Linked DNA regions of Zea mays: region 1 is linked to region 2. The links are chromatin contacts, called in public Hi-C maps. All regions are on one chromosome and are shown on one strand. The core of a region is the stretch at or near the end of the contact, and the rest is flanking DNA. Distances in the headings are between cores, read along the strand shown.

Region 1 (2,700 bases), core at 69-2,568, 73 kb before region 2:
TAGGCGAGCTCGACTCGATCGCCATGGACGAGCACAACCTCGGTCGAGGATCCATCTGGAGAAAGAAGACAAAGCTGATGGGGGGAGGTTCACTTATTACCGAGAGGAGCTGGCAATTTTTTAAAAGTCAAAAATGTTGAGCTAAATGGCTTTTGGCTTTCTACCATCCCATAACCTCGAGCTAATTTTAGACAGCCCACAATCTGAGTCAAGCACATCCTAAACACAAATAGTTTGTCACCCACACGCAGAATACCACTGTTAGCAGTGTACCATGCAACACCATAGAAAACCGAATACAAAAGCGGTTAGGACAAAATGTCATCATCTCTACTTGTGCCATAGTCATCTACGATGTCTTGCACCAAGCTATCTTTTTCTAGGAAAACATGAGGGAAGGGTCTCATACTAGATTTTATTGAAAAAATAGAGTATTAGGAAAAAATTGGTGGAAACTAATTCTGATAATATGGTTAGAAAAAATATAGATGATGAGATATATATGACAAAATTTTGGCTTTCTATTGGCTCATAACCCCGGGCCGCTTTTCGATAGTCCACAACTAAGTCAAGCACATCCTAAACATCACTAGTTTGTCACCCCACACGCACAATACCACTATCACCATTGCACCATGCGACACCATAGAAAACGGAATACAAAAGTGGTTAGGACAAAATGTCATCATTTCTGCTTGCGTCGTAATCATCTACGATGTCTTACCAAGCTAGCTTTTTTAGGTAAACATGAGGGAAGGGTCTCCTACTAGATTTTATTGAAAAAAATAGAGAAGTAAGCAAAAAAATTGTGAAAAGTAATTCTAATAATATGGGTAGGAAAAATATAGAGGATAAAATTTAGAGAATATTGTTTGAGATGGTGAAGGTATAGAGAACAAAATCTTTTAGAGTGTATTATAAATAATGAACAATATTCCTTTATGAGATTAAATTTAGACCACGTAATAAGACCAGAAGGTTTTATTACGGACGGAAGGGCCTGAGATAAGGTTACTGGAAGCTCTCCACCTCTTGTGTTCAAGGATAAAAGCGCCAACGCGTGGCCTCAACAAAGTTACAAATTACAAAATTGAATCCAAACTAAAAGCTCTCCGCCTCTTGTGAGCGCCAACGCGTGGCCTCTACAAAGTTAAAAAACTGACTCCAAACTGAAAGCTCTCCGCCTCTTGTCTTCCTGAATAAAAGCGCCAACGCGTGGGCTTAAATCATTTGGATTGGGATCGTATTCAGCGTACGGTCTTCTTTTGAGTGGGTCGAATCATTGGCCCAATCACGTGAATTGGCCTGGAAGTTTACCCACCCAAACAAGGCACTAGATGGGTTTCGCTGTTCATGCACAAACATTCTCTTCGTAGTCCATGGGAGTAGGGGTGGGCATTTTAAAACCGAACTCGAATCTGAATAGAACCCAAATAGACTCGGTCTATTCGGCTTTTCGGGTTCGGTTCCTATATGTGCTATATTACGGGGTATAAGTTCGGGTTCGGTTCCTAACCTTTAAAACCCAAATAGACCTAATAACCCAAAATATAAAAAAGCTCTTAATATATGATGATATTATTATATGATTAATAAACTCATTAGCTAGAAATAATGATTTCATCTTAATGATAGTATATATATCTTTGTATGCTAATTTTTATAGTCACTTGTTGTATTAATAGTACTTTCAATTAATTATTCATTGTATATGTTTTAACAAAATATACTAGTTTCTCTACAATTTGGGTCTATTCGGTGGACCGAATAGACCGAACCAAAATTGTGAATCTATTCGGGTTCGGTTCCTAAAATATTTTTAAAAATTTCAGTTCTTATTTTTTAGAACCCGAAATTTCACAAACCCGAATAAACCGAACCAAATTACCCTAATAGACCGAATGTCTAGCCCTACATGGGAGAAAAGTTCACTAAAAAGTGTCAAGTTTGAGCAAATAGCATACTTGTTCCGGACCACTCGCGGATGAAGAATGGTCCTACGTAACAAAATGGGGAGAAAAGACCGAAGGGGCCATTTAGTTAGACGGTTATTAGAAGAAGAAAAAAAAGAAGAGAGCGAAGGGACCTCGGCAGTCGGCACCTCACCTCGCTGTCCAGGCTCTGATTCCAGCTCAGCTCGAACTAGTAGTATAGTAGCTTTCACGCTAGAAAACGAGCAATGGCGCGGCGGCTTGATCGGTCGGTATCGTGACCCATAATTTCAAGACGGAAGGGGACAGCTTCCGATCGTATCCCGATGGCTCAAGAATCAACAATCTTCACGCAACATATACCCGTGCGGAAACTATAATGCGCAGTACGCACTACGCAGTCGACTCCACTGCATTCTGCAACATATATAGAAGTTGTTGTAATTTTCTACTCCTTGGTCCTTACATACCAGCGTATTCCATGTTCCAAAAACCTGCGCTTTTAGCTAGCTATTCCCTGTCAAATGCTGGCCATTTTCAACCGGACAGCTTCAGTTTTCAAATCAAAATAGGGTAAACTAGGCATGTGCTGTTTCCCAGAAGCCGGTGCGACATTAGAACAAGTTGAAGAAGGATTAGTAGGCCTCCTGCTCCTGCAGGTTTCTGATAATTCTTCAGCATCAGCCCAAGCTAGGTGCCTGCAGGCTGCTAATATGCAAAAGGTCTTGCCGATACGATTACCTGCCATTATAAGAACTCCTTTTGGTTA
Region 2 (2,700 bases), core at 31-2,530:
CGGGGCCCGCGCGCCACTGCGGCGTCTTCTGCACGCCGCAATGGCTGCAGCGCCGGTCGCCCTGGGCCGGCGCGTAGGCGGCGCCGCCCGAGAACTGGGGCGGCTTGGGGTGGTGCTTCGGCTTGCGGCCGCGCTTCTTGGGCTTGCCGCTCTTGCCATGCTTCCCGTGCTTGGACTTCTTCTTGGGCCGCGGCGTCTCGTCGAGGAGGTGCGAGGACAGGACGAGGGACGGGTCCGCCGGAAGGAGTAACAGCGGCGAGAAAGAGGCGGACGAGGAGCAGGACGACGTGGTGGCCGTGGAAGACGACGATGTCGACTCCGACAGGGGCGCTCCGCCGGACAGCGACCACACGGAGCCACGCGAGCGCTTGCTGCGCTTCGCCCTCATCACCGGCACTAGCGCCTCCGTCGACAGCGCGCATATGGTCGTGGTCGGGCTCCGCATAGGGCCTGCCACTGCGCCTTCCAGCGGCCGCCGCGCAGCTCCCAACGGCGCCGCGGGTAGCTTCGGTGGCGGCGGGAGCTCGGCGAGCGAGTCGTCCATGATACGGGACACCCACTCCAGCTCCTCGGCGTCATGGGCCTGCACACGCACCGAAACCTCAACAACCAAGGCGCGGAAATGGAACCTTGTGTGTAGAGAGGGTGGGGAGGGAAAAAGAAAGAAAAAAGCCGCCTTGCCGGCGAAGGACGCGGTCAAAATTGGTCTTGCTCTTACCGGCAACGGGAGGTCAATCATCGGGTGCGGAACCGGGAGCGTCATGAGCTCGTAGGACAGCACCGACGACCCGTGGGAGTCACTGGACACCTTGTCCTCTTCCTGCACAGACTCCGCCGCCGGCACCGTGTCGCCCAGCTCGGCGCAGTCCTTGTCAACTTCGCAGAGGTCCTCGAGGTCCAGCAAGTCCTCCACGGAGAACTCATCGGCAAAGGCGGCGATGCCCATGTCCGCGCCTCTGCACCACGCCTGCCCGGCCCCGACCTCCTCGGCGGCCTCGCACGGCCTGAGGCTACTCCTCAGGGCCAGGGCGGACATCTTGACCTTGCCCTCCCTGTCCAGCTGGAACCGCGCACACAGGAACCGGATGAGAACCAAAACTCTCGTGAGTCTCCAAGAGCAGCAAAAAAAAAAGAGAGAAAAAATCGCACGCGTCTGAGTATGAGCCTTACCGGCGAACCGTGGTGGTGCACGACGAAGGACGCCATGGAGGGAGCGGCTGCAGGGGAGGGGGGGCAGGACCGCAGGAGGGAGACGAGGAACGGGTGAAAAGGAGAGGCAAGGAGGCGTGGAGGGAGTGGGAGGCAGGGGAAAAGGCAGCGGCGGCAACGACAGCGTGGGTGCAAGCGATGAGCGTCTGGTGGGTCATTGAATGGCTGCCAAAGTCCGTGCGTGCAACAAATGCACTGTGGATTTCCCCAGCGATAAGCAGTTGGATTGCCCGACTCTTGTTAGCCATTGTAATTACTGCTATAGGGGTCGCGCACGGACTTTGGCAGTCGTGTACTTATTTAGTACACCCTACGGCGCATGGGCTCACCGTCATGTAGCTCAAAGCGGGTGTCAGGATTCGAACACGACTGGATGGCTAGAAACTGACATTGGTAACCAGTTGAGAGAAAGAGCAGCATCGACGAGTAAATTGTGTATACGCGTTCCACCTCGGATGGTATGCTAAGTAGACGTAAGATCTAGTGGCTTGCGCTATCTACACTTTGTTGCTCGATGCTCATAGTATGAGTTACAAGTGATTAGGAGAGGAAAGAGTTCTCAAGTCCCTATGCGTTATTGATTCTAAAGGACTACATATCAATTTTCGCTGCCTAGCTAAGTCGATCGAGTATCGCTGCTCCGTCTCCTCCTCCTTCGTTGGGGCAACCCTCCCCTTTTTGTAGACTAAGTGTTCTACCCTTGGTACAAACTTGTCCACCGATATTCGCACTCATCCTCTGAGCTCATTGGTATTTGCCCTCTTTCTCTTAGCTCTTTGGCTAGGCTGTTTAAGTAGGGTAGGATGATGTGCGTGGACGACGAGGGATCCAGGTGTCATCATTACTCCTCCTGTGACACCTTAATCTTTGGCCTTCGTAGCTTGAGCTTCGTCGGTCCCTCGTTGTATTGTAGGTTTTGTAGAAGACTCAGGTCTAAGCTCGGTAAGCTATAAGTGAGCCAAAGGTCTACGATTTCATAGGTCATAAGTGTATGAAGGACCGACCCACTATCATGGCTCGGCTCCAAGTGTATTAAATGCGGCCAGTTATTTATGATGGGATAGTTTTCGGGCCAGATGCGAAATCCACTCGAGTGGCTTACTCTTGGTTCGCTGGACTCTCGGGCTAGATATCTCGAGGTTATTCAGAAAGGCGTCCTTCTAAAACGGACTCTTTCTTCGTCCAATCTCTGACTCGTAGGCCCAAAAGCCTGGAAATCTGATCCCCGGTAATGACATAGATCTAATAATACTACGAGCTATTCCTAAAAAATAACGCTGTTAAAAAATTATCTTAATAGCTAGCTAGCTGTCGTTATTGGGTGTTGCGGAGCGTTGCATCTACTGTTCGGAAAGTGTGGTTTCTCGGTGAAAATCCCGTTACCGCTCACGTACGAGAATGATTTATCGTTTCAGTTTTTGGGATAGTCCAGTTCCAAATTAAAATATATGAAAGTCAATATTTTTAGTTAAAAACCGAAATTTCGCTATC

Evidence for each region. Hi-C and Micro-C count contacts between places; a contact is called where the count stands out from the background.
Region 1: a Hi-C map of leaf shows a contact between it and region 2, with 9 times the contacts expected there. The contact joins the enhancer-like site here to the promoter of LOC100284133 in region 2. A contact is called at or near these places in 3 of 25 Hi-C or Micro-C datasets (ear, leaf and tassel).

Annotation. Positions count from the first base shown.
Region 1 is chr5:194,149,434-194,152,133 of Zm-B73-REFERENCE-NAM-5.0, reverse strand. No RefSeq gene overlaps it. Among protein-coding and RNA genes, the nearest start is that of LOC109939989, 30 kb to the left of the region's middle. Within about 2 kb of position 1,318, at least 19 of the 20 cell types and tissues checked have an H3K27ac peak or open chromatin away from gene starts, as enhancers often do. A contact at or near this core is called in ear, leaf and tassel, where this site is marked.
Region 2 is chr5:194,076,837-194,079,536 of Zm-B73-REFERENCE-NAM-5.0, reverse strand. It overlaps LOC100284133, which reads right to left and starts at 1,280. Exons shown (of 3, transcript NM_001370580.1): 1 at 1,171-1,280; 2 at 719-1,060; 3 at 1-583. The coding sequence starts at 1,206.